3 separate regions of the Sus scrofa genome follow, and regions 1 and 3 are each linked to region 2. Evidence: chromatin contacts called from public HiChIP or PLAC-seq data. All regions are on one chromosome and are shown on one strand. Each heading gives the region's core, a stretch centred on a gene start, on an enhancer-like site or on the middle of the called end of the contact. The rest is flanking DNA. Distances are from core to core; before and after follow the strand shown.

Region 1 (4,690 bases), core at 2,135-4,634, 280 kb before region 2:
GTTAGGGGAAATTCCTTCAAAGTGACATTTGATCTGATCTTTGGATTGAGTCATCAAGCAAAACGCTTTGAGATGGAATGAGGAAAAAAGCAGAAGGAGTGGGAAGGGGAATAAAAGAAAGTGAAAGAAACTTCAGGGGCTGGGGTGTGAGGTGGTGGGCATATTCATTCATTTGTTCAGTTATTTATTCAACAAATGTTGGTTGAGTGCCCAACACGGTTCTTGGCCTTGAGGACACAACTGGAAGCACGACAAAGTCACGGGTGCTCTCATGCCGTTTACACCTTAGAGCTGGATGAGACAGAGAACAAATAAATACATAAACAAGGTAATTTTGGAGAGTGATATGTGTTATGAATAGATGGGAGTAGGTAAAATAACATGGACTCTGGCAGGCGTGTAAGATTAAGTATCGGGGAGGCCTCTGTGGAGGACGCATTTGAGAACAAGGGGTGAGGCGACAGCTTTCTGGAGGCAAACTGTTCTAGGTGGAGGAAACAGCAGATACAAACACTGTAACAAGACTAGACCCAGTGCATCTGAGAACAAAAAGCTGGCCAGCTTGACTGGAGCAGCGTGAGCAAAGGAGCAACGAGGAAAGACCAGAGAGGCTGGCCTGGTTAGCAGGGCTTCGTGGTCACTCCAAGAAGTTTGTTTTGAGGAAGTGCCATCTGGCTGCTGTGTAGAGAATGGACTGGAAGCAGGGAGATCAGCTGGGAGGCTGTTGCTTACCCCAGGCAAGAGATGTTGGTGGCTCCCAGCAGAGTGTTAGTAATGGAGGCAGATGTGTCAAGAGCAAATATGCATTTTTTAAGTGCAGCTGACAGGACCTGCTGATGCACTGGTTTGGGCGTGAGGGAAAGGAAGATGTAAACCACCAAATGCTCTGAGAGGTTGAATAAGATGAGCACATAAAAGTGACCTTTTCAGAGTTTCTGCGGTGGCACAGTGGACTCCAAATCCAACTGTAGCAGCTGGGGTTGCTGCAGAGGTGCAGGTTTGATCTCTGGTTGGGTGCAGTGGGTTCAAGGATCTGGCATTGCCACGGCTTCCGTTTGGGTCACAGCTATGGCTGGGATTCAATCCCTGGCCGGGGAATGTCCATAGGCCAAGGGTGTGGCCATAAACAAAACACAAAACACAATGTGACCAAAACACCATGTGCCAGCAACACAATGTGATTTATTATTTTTTTTTTTCAATGTGATCTTTTCATGGTAAAGGTGTTGTGGATGTGGCAACAGTTAGGAATGTGGGATTGGAGAGAGGGAATGAAGGAAAAGAATGGCTGCAAAGCCTTTGGGAATGAAGGAATTTCGCCATACACAGAGCAGACAAGGTTCCTGGCCACTGACAAAGCCAAGGTGATAACCTGCCTGGGAGGCTAGGAACTTCTCAAACTTTCATTGCTAGGATTAAAAAAGAGAAAAACACACCAACCAACCCTCTGGCTAAATCAAAACAAATTTATTTACCTCTCTCTAATTTTCCATTTCTTTTTTGTCCTACAGATAAAAGTATCTGTCTGTTCTCACACACTCTCCATTGGCCTCTTCATCTTCTCCTTTGAGTAAGTAGATTCTTACTCAAAGGAATATTATGGTCCAAGCCAAGCAGGAAATTCTGCACAGACCAGGCCCTGAGTAAATGCATATGAGGAGGGGCCATCAGAGCTGCTTTCAGGGAGGAAGAGAAGTTGCTTCTACTACTTTGTTTCACTTCTATCTTCTTGCCTAACAACTCACAATGCTTGGCTCTTTTGACTGGGAGGAGGCATGATGAGGCTTATTATATCTTTTTTGTTGGCTGCCTGGCTGGTTCTATTGTCTCCTGGTCTTTTGCAGCCTGTTTGACTCTTCCAGTTCCCTGCATACACACAGCAGGCCTGCAGGGGTCCTCAGATCTCCCTCTGAACCTGGGCCCCAGGCTTGTCCTCCTTTGCTAACATTATCTTTTATTTAAACAGAAACAGTAGCCACCAATCTTGTTACATAACATACCCACATCCTAGGATGCTAAACTAAAGCAACATCCACTGATGGGAAGAGGTGATCTGGCAACACCAATATTCACTAGGAGAATATAGCCTGAAATGTTGTAACAAGTTTGACTTCCTGGCCCTGCTTAGATTTTAGAGGGGGAAGGGACTTTAGAGATGATCCTATTTCAATCTTTGTTTTAAACAGTGGAAACTAAGGCCTAGAGAGATAAAGAAATATGCCCACATGGCAGATCAGGGCAGAAATCAAGCTCTGGATCACCTAAAGAATCTACCACCTCTAAAGATTAATTATTAAACCTTTCTTGGTCATGAATTTTTCTTATCTGAAAAGCATTTTTTTTTCTGTTTTAGATTTTCCAAGTTTGTTGCTTGTGAACAGTGACCTGTTCCTGCTTACAGAGAACTGCAGATTTGATGGGGTTTTTTTTGTTTGTTTGTTTTTTACTAACATTAGGACTGGATTCATATCAAACCATGCAATATGTATTAACTGAATACAATCTGAACACAAAGTATATTAACTGAATCACATCTATTTTAAAGACAGCTGGGTGGAGTTCCGGTACCTGGGTACCTGGTTTGAGGCATCTGGGGACCTACCCCAGTGCCATTCTCCCTTTATGAGCAAACCAGTGTGTAGAAGGAGATTGAAGTCAGCAGCACCTCCGGAAACATCTCACATTCTGACAGCAACTCAATAAAACATGGGGCTTCCTACTGCTTTCTGAGGGACTGCAGAACCACAGTGGGCAGCTGAAAAGGCTGGGCTGCTCTCTGCCCCTGATCCCTGACAGCATTCTTTCCGAAATTGACCTGTTTTCTTGCTGGGAGACTGTCCCACCCCACCCACCTGGTGCCTCCCTAGATTTCCTGACTGCCCTGGGCTGTTTTTTAACCTTCTCTTCCTTGAAAAGCACCACTCCACTGACCCAGAACGTGGGTGCCTCCCCTGTGGTCACTGACCATCCTATTCTCCTGGGCGAATCATTTCTCTCCAAAAGCATCGGGAAATCGCCAGCAATTGGGGGCTAGTTGCCTTATAAGTCCCCCGAATGTGTCTTTCCCACTTTTAATTAGCTACATTTAAGCAGAGCAGAGAGAAAAGGGGGAAATGCCTCGCTTTTGAGTAGGGCCTGGCTAGGGTCCTGTCGGGCTGTCACCATCTTTATTAAACTCAACTCCTGCGGGTCCCGAGAGCCTTTTCAGGTAACTTAGACTCTGAGTTAGGGATGGCTAAGGCGTGAGCCGGGAGTTACTCTCTTGGCCGCCCCAAGTAGGAGAAGCACTGTAAAGCCTCTCCTCTCCCTTCCCCGGGTTCTGAAAATCCCAGCCTTGACCTGGGGACAAACTCCAAACTCAAATAAACGGTCTCCTCCTGGGCGCCGAGAGAGCCTACCCAACCACATCACCCTTTCTCCCTGTTGCGCCGGCCAGCTGCCCTGCTTGGACAGGCTCCACTGGCTGAGCCTCAGCGGGCCAGACTGGGCACCCGCCGCACTCCCCGCACCCAAGCCCGGCCGGGCCCGAGGGGTGGGGGTGTGGGGGGTGGGAGGTAGGGGAAGCAGGGGGCGGAGTTCCGTCCTTCGCTGATTGGCTCAGGGCGGATGGGCTGCGGCCGGGCCGAGCCAACCCGCGACGTGTTGCTATGTGCTGAGCCGAGGGGATAGGCGCGGGGGTGCGTCCGTCACCGGGCAGCCCCCGGCCCCAACCCGGAGGGATGCGGAGTGGCGGCGGCGGCAGTGGCGGAGACTGTGGCTTTAAGAGCGCGCCCAGAGCCCGGGATCCGGCCGGGCGGTCCTTCGCTGCTGCGCACCCCCGCGGAGCCGAGCTCAGCGCTGGCCGGACGGGGCTGCCTGCTGCCGGGTAAGCAGATGCGAGCGCTGCGCGGGCCGGGCGTGCGTGGGCGTGGGACGCGCTGTCAGTTCGGGCGCCCGGCCCCGGGCACTGGGCTCAGGTCCCGTGGCTCCTGCGGCCCGGCTTCTCCAGAGCGCGCGGCGCCCTCTGCCCCTCGCAGCCGAGGCGGGGTCTGGCTGGGGGGGGGGTCTCCCCGGGGGGCCGCGGGCTCAGGGGGCGGGGAGCAGGCCGCCGGGGCCACGTGACCGGTTTGTTTACAAACACTGCGGAGCTCAGGCGGCGGCCCGCGGCGGGAGCCCAGGTGGCCCGGGTTCCCCGGTCGGGGCTGAGGACCTGTGTGGCGAGCCAGGCTAGTCTGGGGCGCGCGGCTAGGCGGCGAGGGTAGGGTGGAGGGAACCTGGAGACTCAGTTGCTGCTGCTTCCTTAGCGTAGTTCCCGTAGTTCAAACTCCGTGGGGGGCAGGGTAGGGACTACGGGCGTTTTCTGTCTCCGAGGACGCTAAGTCTCCGCAGGAGACACTGGATCTGGGGGCGCCGCCCTCAGTGCCCCCGCCTTCGGGGGACTGGCCGCCCTCGAAACTCCCAGGAGCGCTTGGCCAGCTCCGGGCCGAGGTAACCGCAGCCGAGTTCCTGCCTGGCCGCTTCCCGGCGCCTCCCCAGTGCCCTTGCCAAGGGGGTGGGCGCGAGTGCTCTCCTGCCCGCCGGAATGTAGGGGCCTCTCCAGCGAGTACCTCCCAGGAACTGGTGCTGAGGGGCAGCCCCAACCTCTCACTGCTTCAAGTTCATCCTCCTTGGCCACTGACCTCTCTGGGTGCCTTTATCCAAGTGGTGGTTT
Region 2 (4,633 bases), core at 449-2,948:
TGAGATATACTTTGGGAAAAACATTTAAAGCAATTTAAATGATTAAGCAAATTTCTTTAAGCAAAACTGCTTAACACACAAAATTATTGTATACCTAATAGGGTTTTATATTTAACTGAAAAGGACACTAATTAATGTGTACTTGAATTTTTCAAGATCTTTCTGGAAAAACAATCACATCTCTTACAAGATGAAAAGTACAAAATTCACTTTATTGTATTTGGGCTATTATGCAATATTACAGCTTATACTTTAGCAATAAAGTACTGGGAAGTTTATTAATCGATAATGAATACCTTAGATACCTTAATGCTGTTAGAAGACGCGGTGCTCCCCCTTTGAAGCTCTTGCATCCCCAAACTGCTAATTTACAGTGTTCAGGTGGTCCCAGGGAAATAGACCAGTAATAGTTAATCCCTTTCTCCAAGCGTGTACATTAACCACACCGAGGTTTTTACATACTATCTTTAAGAAATCTTTGAGGCTCATTACTAGACATGACTTTAAAAAACCCTCCTACTACAATTTTAGTCCAATTCTTAAGTGTATTCATGACACTACAATTCTTCAACACGATTTATTACGAAGCTAGACCCATATACACGTCCGCCAAAATGTCCGCAGAAACGTTAAGAAAGGCTATCACAAGGCCAGCTTGAGATACTCATAAATGACTTTCACTGTCCTGTGAACCAACTGTTTAATATCCGAAGAGACTACTAGTTCTAGTTAGAACCCAAGCGTCAGCTTTTGCAAACGGCAGAAGGGCGTGCACAAGTGCAGAGAGGGTTTTTAAACCCCATTTCATACCCTCCTCCCTGGGAAGTAACAAACCACCCACCACATGAAACTAGGCGGGGGAGGAGCGCCGCAGCCGGCTGCCAGGAGCGCTCTGCAGGGAGGCGGTTTCCCTGAGTCACGGAGAGGGCGGGAGGCTGGGCCCATCTGCCCACGCCACGTCTTCTTCGTAAGGGGACTCGGTTTAAATAGGTAAGGCCCACAGGGGAAGGGACCAGCACCGCCGTTCCTCAAGGCGGCCCAACAGCCACCTCATTCCCAGGAGACGCCGCACTTCCCTAAAATTCGCGCTGCATTCTAGCAGTAAGCAGCCGACCTTTCCCGACCAGCATCACGTGCACCCGGAAGTACGTGGGTGGGACCTAAAGCGCCCACGGAAATGACGTTAGTCGCCCCTAGTCGCATGATGTGGCAAAATGCAAAAAAAAAGGGGAGGGTGGAGGGAAAGCAGGCGGCCGGGGAAAGTGATGAGGCTAAAAAAGTAGTCCCTTCGAGTCCTCTATTTACCACCGTGTCGTAGCAGTAAGTGAGGCTTTTAGCGCACTGCGCCCCAAATTCCTGCGCCTCCGCTGTATCGCGGCACTCCGTGGAGGGGTACATAAGGCGGAGGGGGTGAGGCAACTTGGGCGGAGTTCTGTCGCCAGGATCCCTCCGCAGGGCTCAGCCGTTTCCGGAGTCTGCGCTGCGCCCGGTTCCGCCATTGCGGCTCTCCCGGACCCTGGAGCCTCCGCCCCCGACCTGAGCTCTTTCGTCTGCCTGCCAGTTTCCTGCGTCCCCGGAGACTATCCTGCCGAGCCCAGCCTTCCCCCTCCCCCTTCTCCTCCTCTCCCTTGGAGAGCCTGGGCAGCCACTGCCCCGCAGCCCCAGTGACAGGAGGAGACCATACCCCCCGACAGCGCCATGGCCCAGATTCTGCCAATTCGTTTTCAGGAGCATCTTCAGGTGCGGTGGGGCCCTGGCTGGTGAAGGCTATGTAGAGAGGGCGGTAGGAAGGAAGAAGTTGGAGTCTGAGCCCAAGCAAAAAGGGTAGAATGGGGGGGTGGTAATCGGTTCCTGGGGTAGATGGAGAATGGGGGCACTATTTGGAAAGCTTAAAGGGTTAAATGATGTGGGGGCTTGGATGGAAAGGACGCGAGTCTGGGTACATAGGGGAGCGAGGCCAGGCCTGGATTTGAAGGCTTTTTCATCTTCGCTTCCTGGATGACAAGAACTGCGCATACTAACCTTTCCACCCCCCGGTTTTATCCAGTTCATTCATTTGGGTAGGTTGGGGGCGGGGGAAGGGTTCTCCCGCGTTTCTTGTAGAGCAAGAATTCTTATCCCCTAGGCCAGTGCAGGACTGTCACCTCCCATTGCTCTCTCTCTTACCATTTCCCCTTCGTGTCTGCACCCTGGAGTTGTGGCGCGGGTGGGTTGGGGAGGAGCAGCCTTTTTTCTTCCTCCCTCTGCGGCTCTCAACAGGAAAGGCACCTTCCCTGGGGTGGGGTGGGGGGGGGGGACGGCGGTGGCATGTCTCTCGCCTTCCCTGAGGCTGTAGGAACAGAGAAGGTCACTGAAGGAAAAGGAGGATAGAATGGGGGAACATATTTCTCAGGGCGGTGTCAGTCGCAGAGTGTGTGGGATCAAGTTTTCTAGGAGAACTCGGCTTTTCTCCCCTTTTTTGATTTCTCTGGGAATGGTGTGGCTTTTATTCCCTCTTTGCTTCTAGAAGGGAGAAAAAGAGTTGTCCAGAGGTTATCTTGGGGTCTGCTGGTCCAGCGGGTAGTTGGCTTGCCCTGAGTATCTCCCTCAGGATTGCATGGAATTGAATGAGCCCTGGAGATAGAGCACACCTGCCCGGAGATATGCAAGGTTATTTGGTCTGCCGTTGGCTTCCTTTAGTAGCTTCTAGAGTTCTTCCCCATGGTGCATTATCCTGTAGGCAACAGACTGTCTTATCTGGCAACATGCCCGTGGCGGGCCCAGGCAGGTGATCGTTGGAGGGCTTGACTGAATTAAGTCTCTTTTGAGCTTCCAATTTTCCTGGTTCTACTTTGGCTGAAATAATTTATCCATAAAATAGGCTTTCTTTCCAGTTACTTCCTTAAAGAGGCCTGCCTCAGTTCAGTCATTTGAAGGACTAATTTTGTAATGTTATTATTACAAAAGAGGTACCAGTGGAATGATGTGACACTAATACTAGTGACCTTTTGGACACTTTACTATTGAAGGCTATTTTATTTTCTACTTGCCATTGTTATACATAAAGGATTACTGTTAATAAAAAAGTTTAATATTCTGACTACCAACATAATAATTTTTTTACAGGTAACACTTGCATCACCAAGACTTCTTTTCCTTTAAGTCTTGAAATATAATCATCTCCTCAAAAAATGAGTTAAGGAATACACTTTATTCAGCTATCTTTGGTTATCAGATGTAGTAGAACACTATTTTACAAAAGGTTAAAAAACATTATGTGGAAAAATGGATACAGAAGTTGTTAATGCTCAATCCAAATTTTAGTTGCTGTGGTTTCTTCTCTTAAGGCGGGGGTGTAAGTGATTGTCAGGGGTTAGGAAAGTAATGTTTGAGGGGAAAACACAGCCTTGTCCTCAGACTAAAGTGCTTCTGGACTGTAATCTTCCTGCAGACAAGTTTGTAAAATCATACAGGAAAAAAAGCAGTTACGATTGTTTGTATTACAAAGCAGAGGTATAGCCCACCCACTAGTAAACCTTATTTCTTGACTAGTGGTGTTTTGAACAATAGTTTTTCATTTTTGTTAAAGAGGAGACAAGATTGTTGAATAATCCCAAAGATGGAACTCCAACCTTGTCACTAATTGAAGACAGATTTAATACGGGTCTAATTTCTAAGTGGTTCAGTGTTTTTGCAAATACTTAAGTGAAGCCATTTCCTTCTCAAATAATTTGAAGAATGTAAAGTAACCTCGCAAATGTATTTGAAGAATTTAGTCATTCATTTTTTTGAGCAATATATATGCCATGCTTAAGCATGCTAAGGTGACTGTATACTCCAGCTGATAATGATTGATTGCACAGGGCCCTAATCACCAACCTCTTCCAGGATAACGCCTGACTTCTCATTAGTGTCCCTTCCCTTTATAAAAATTAATAAGGATTATTTTAATTGGCATCTTAGGTTTTTGACTTCTGACTGCCTGCCAGTTTGCTAGGAGCAGAATACTTTCTGAAACACTTAGGATAAAAATTGGAAATTGGAATTGAGGAATTTGAGTGTAGAGTTAGCCTGTGAAAGCTTCACAAGGTGAACTGTTGGCCAGATAAAGCATCCATCAAGGCTCAGAACTGCATCAAGTGACTATTAAATAGTTGTGAAAGTTTTTTTCTTTTTGGGGATGTTTACGCTAATGGCAGTGAACAGATGAATGCCTGTTGAGCAAGATTTTGCTAGAATGCAGGTTCTGAAAAAAAATCCTAGGCTATGTATAATGTTGCCTGCAATTCTCATTTTTTGGTTCAGGTATTTTTATGCCGATTGATACATTCTGCTGTATTCCCAGGTTTCTTGAGTCTGCAATTAAAAATCTCCCTACCCTGTGATTTTCCCTTTGACTTGTAAATACAGACGTGGACTGTGTTGTGAATTCAATGGTAGGGGTCCTTGCTATGGTTATTTTGATTTGCAGAGAGAAAACAATGCTAAATATTACTGGGATATGTTGTATGCTTAACTGTACTATCTGGAAGAGATGTACTGCCTGGAATTATGCTGCAGTCTACTCTAGGAATAGCTTCTAAATTAAGATGTATCAGATTTTTCAGAATTTTCCTAATGGTCAGTTTACTCAGCCTAAAGGGGTGTGGCTAAT
Region 3 (4,473 bases), core at 424-2,923, 420 kb before region 2:
AAAAGCTGCCTTCTTTGCAGCCATTTCTTACCTTTCCAATTTCCACACACACTCCCCGCAAAAGAAAATTAAAATTTCAGAAACAACTGAAAGCAAATGAAAGTTGATTCTGTATATGCGAGACACTAAAACACTACAATTCATTTAATATCTTAGAAAAAAAAATACTAACATACATCAAGGTCTCAAACTTTCTGGGGGTGGGAATGGGGTGTGACGATGATACTGTTTCTTCCAAGATCACTACACGTTGCAGGTATTTAAGTGTTGCAGGTATTTAAGAGACCCAAGGTTCATCTTGAAGGAAGCAGCAAAGGCACAATGATACCTGAGCAGTAATGCCAGGGAATGGCAGTGGTAGGAGGAAAGGACTGCGATGGAGATGGCTTCTTTACTTAATCTTGTTATTTTCCTTTAACAAAAAAAGGACAGGAATTCAATAATGGATGAGCCCTCCAAATTCCACATTTTAAAGGAAGTCAGCCCAATCCAAACACATGTAATACAGGAGGGGAAAAGACTGAAGACAGAACAAGGGAACTAAAAAGAAAAAAAGCGCGGGCGACCAAGTGGGTAATTTAGGGATGGAAGGGAGAGAATAAAGAGAACAAGTAAGGCAAGGATCCAAAGGAGAAACTAGGACGGCCTGCAATTTGGCGCGCTCCTGCAGGCCAAGCAGCAGCAGGAGTCCTTTCCAGTTACTCGCCCCCGCCCCCTACTTTCACAATGAATGAAACTAGGCAACTCCAGAGCAGGGGTGCCGTCCACGTCCCAGTCCCGCCCGCGCTCCAGGAAAGGAGCTCCTGGTTCAGATTCCCTTCTCTCCCTCACCGAAGGGCCAAAGAGAAACGAGGAGCTTCCTTGGCCGATAGGAAGTTATGCACACAAGTCTAGAATCCTATCTCAGACTTTTTCAGCTTGCCGAGAATGTGACGGTTCAGTCCTAAAGGGATTTCTCTCCGCCCCTCTCGGTTTACTCCCACCCCACCCTCCATGCCCGTTTCTCGGAGTGCAAACGACCTCGCCCCTTCTTAGGGTGTAAAGGAACCATTCCAATCACGCCTTTTTGGTGGAAATACACAGAAGGCTGTCTGCACCAGCCACAGCTCCTTAAGAGGCGGAAAGATGAGGTCAAGGAACAAGGAATTCCAAAGGCCCCGCACCCTCAGCATCTCCCGCCATTTCCCTCACGAGTTTCCCGGATGTAACGCCTTTCCCCGTGGCGGTTAAAAGAAACCAGGCGGTGGCGACTCCCTTCGGTGCAGGAGGAGGGAGCTAGTCTAGTCCAGCCTCCACCACCCAGGATTTCCGGCGACTCCTAATTGCGTTCCACCTTGGAGGCCATCCGGGAAAAATGAACTACCCAGCAGATCTCCTTCACTTTACACTCACCATCAGTTCAAGCTTATCGACCTCCGCCTCCATGTTGAATAGTTGACATTCCTCAGACCACGGCGGCGGCGCTTAAGCCGTAAACCGTACTAGCACTGAGGGTCCCTATTGGACAGCTGTCACTCAACACCTCGCACTCATTGGTTCCTCCGCTTCACCAGTGCCCGCCCATTGGCGATTGGGAGACGCCCCTACGCATGAAACACATTTTCTTGTTGGGCGAGGACACAAAACGCCGCAGGAGGATTGGCTGCTATACATTTTTTTTCTTCCATTGGCTGCATCCTCATCTCTACTTTCAATTTCACAGTTAGAGTTCCTCAGAGAAGAGCTTCCGATTGGTGCAATTGGAAGAAGAGCCAACCAATTACACAAAAGCTTCCACAAGCGACAACGGGGACGTGACACACCTTTCCTCGGCTGCTTCCCCTCCACTTCGCTCCCGCCTTCCCCCTATTCATACTAGAAGCGCCTCAGCTCTGATTGGCCAGAACGTGGTGCAACCTCAGCCAGTCAGAAGCTAGGCTGCGCTCCTGCACTACGCAGAGAGCAAATGGTGAAGAGACAAAGGCTATGATTGGTCCCTCCACGATAAGGTCTTAATTTTGAATTTTTCTTTATGGCGAGGGAGCGGCTACTCCCGGGACGTCATCGAACCCCTGGCCTCTTAGACTAGTAAGTGCAGGGAGATCTTCTTTTGTTACCTGGGCTCGCATCTGCCATAGCTGGGCCTGTTGCTGCTTGTGTTCTTACGGTTTACTAAGGTGGGGACTTTGGCTGGACTCGGAGGGGAGATGGAGGTGTTCTGAGTTTGGGTAAGAAGTACTCCGCCTGGGTCCACTCTAATCGTACTTCTTTTTAATTAACGCTCTGCAAAAATATATTTTGGAGTAAAGCATCTGCCTTCCTTTTGCCCATTCCTTTACTTGCGGTTCAAAACGTGGTTTGCAAACCCAAAAGTACCTGCATGACTTGGGCGCTTGTTAGAAATGTAGATTATCTGGCTCCACCCAGACCTACTGAATCAGAATATGAATTTTTAATAACCCCTGTGATTATTTTGCACTTTAAGTTTGAGAAAGTACATTTCTTGACAGGGATGAAGAGCCAACCAACTACTGTGTTCCTTGATATAGTCTTAATATCTTTCGAGTTTCTATGAGAGTGGCAATTTTAAAATTATGCCCTGTTTGCTTTGTGCCTAGTACTGCGCTGGACTAAGCTTTAGGGAGCTGCAATCTCTTTAGAGAAACAAGACGGGAACTAAAAAAGCAATGCTGCACAACATAAAGTGTAAAATTAAATATAAGCAAATATCAGAAATAGCCCTATGGGGAGTTCCCATTATAGTGCAGCGGAAACGAATCCGACTTAGGAACCATGAGGTTAGAGGTTCGATCCCTGGCCTCAGTTAGTGGGTTAGGGATCCGGCATTGCCCTGAGCTGTGATGTAGGTCGCAGGCGCAGATCGAATCCTTCGTGGTTGTGGCTGTGGTGTAGGCCGGTAGCTGGAGCTCGGATTCGACCCCTAGCCTGGGAACCTCCATATGCCACAGGTGCAGCCCTAAAAAGCAACAACAACAAAAAAGACTTGGAGTTCCCGTGGTGGCGCAGTGGTTAACGAATCCGACTAGGAACGATGAGGTTGCGGGTTCGATCCCTGCCATTGCTCAGTGGGTTAACGATCCGGCGTTGCCGTGAGCTGTGGTGTAGGTTGCAGACGCGGCTCGGATCCCGCGTTGCTGTGGCTCTGGCGTAGGCCGGTGGCTACAGCTCCAATTCGACCCCTAGCCTGGGAACCTCCATATGCCGCGGGAGCGGCCCAAGAAATAGCAAAAAGACCAAAAAAAAAAAAAAAAGACTATCTCCAGGGAGTTCCCGTCGTGACTCTGCAGCTAACAGACCCCCATTAGTATCCATAAGGAGGTGGATTGGATCCCTGGCCTTGCTCAGCAGGTTAAGGATCCAGCGCTGCCTTAAACTGTTGTGTAGTCGCTGTGGCTGTGGCCTGTGGCATAGACCAGTAGCTGTAGCTCCAATTGGACCCCTTGCCTGGGGAACTTCCTTATGCTGCGGGTGTGGCCCTAAAAAAACAACAAAACAAAAGACTGACTCCAGGAGTTCCTGCTCTGGCACAGAGGCAGGGACCCAGGCTCCATCCTCAGCCTGGCACAGTGAGTTAAAGATCTGGTGTTGCTGCAGCTGTTACATAGATTGCAACTTATGCTGAGATTCAATCCCTAGCCCCATATGCCTGCAGATCAGCCAAAAACGAAAAAAAAAAAGGAGAGACTGAATCCAGTGAAGGTAGAAAATGAACTGGCAAGGAGTTGGACTGAAGGCAGGAAGATAATTGGAGGAACACTTAGACCAACCCAAACTGAGAAACAACTACCCGGATTTCTTCCAAAATATAAATAATATGAAAAAAGGCCAATACTTGTATAAAAAGGCTGGGGAACAGTTATAAAGACCAAAGAGACATTACAGTTAAATGCAAGGTGTAGAGGGAAAGGGAGCAGCTCTAAAGGATATTGTTGAGACTATTGATGTAATTTGAATATGAAACTATATTCAAAGGTAAAATTTCCTGATTGTGGTTTTGTGGAATAATGTCCATGTTCATGTTCGGACTATGAATTTAAAATATCGAGGGGGAGTTCCTGTTGTGGCTCAGCATGATAAGAAGCTGACTAGTATCCATGAGGATTCGGGTTTGATCCCTGGCCTTGCTCACACTGCCATGAACTGTGATATGGGTCACAGACGTGGCTCAGATCTGGTGTGGCCAGCAGCTATAGCTCCACTCGACCCCTAGACTGAGAACTTCCATGTGCCTTAGATACAACAATAAAAAGCAAAAGATAAAATATTCAGGAGTGAAGTATGATGTCTGCAACAATGCTCAGCCAAAAACTAAAAACTTTTATTCATGTATATGTATTTTATATATTTATGTACATTATGCACGGCCCTAAAAAGCAAATAATATAATAATAATAATTTTCAGGAGTTCCCATGGTGACTCAGCAGGTTAAGAACCCAACTAACATCCATGAGGATATGTGTTCGATCCCTGGC

Evidence for each region. HiChIP or PLAC-seq counts read pairs in DNA pulled down with a chosen protein or histone mark.
Region 1: a contact with region 2 is called in an H3K27ac HiChIP or PLAC-seq map of alveolar macrophages. The contact joins the promoter of YPEL2 here to the promoter of CLTC in region 2. A contact is called at or near these places in 1 of 47 Hi-C or Micro-C datasets (embryonic fibroblasts) and 2 of 2 datasets of contacts at active chromatin or transcription factors (alveolar macrophages and skeletal muscle).
Region 3: an H3K27ac HiChIP or PLAC-seq map of alveolar macrophages shows a contact between it and region 2. The contact joins the promoter of SKA2 here to the promoter of CLTC in region 2. A contact is called at or near these places in 2 of 2 datasets of contacts at active chromatin or transcription factors (alveolar macrophages and skeletal muscle).

Annotation. Positions count from the first base shown.
Region 1 is chr12:35,569,764-35,574,453 of Sscrofa11.1, forward strand. YPEL2 (protein yippee-like 2) reads left to right here and starts at 3,385. Exons shown (of 5, transcript XM_003131686.6): 1 at 3,385-3,865.
Region 2 is chr12:35,847,683-35,852,315 of Sscrofa11.1, forward strand. CLTC (clathrin heavy chain) reads left to right here and starts at 1,699. Exons shown (of 32, transcript NM_001146127.1): 1 at 1,699-1,740. The coding sequence starts at 1,699.
Region 3 is chr12:35,431,621-35,436,093 of Sscrofa11.1, forward strand. SKA2 (spindle and kinetochore-associated protein 2) reads right to left here and starts at 1,674. Exons shown (of 4, transcript XM_003131674.5): 1 at 1,393-1,674. The coding sequence starts at 1,425. PRR11 (proline-rich protein 11) reads left to right here and starts at 2,074. Exons shown (of 11, transcript XM_005668999.3): 1 at 2,074-2,207.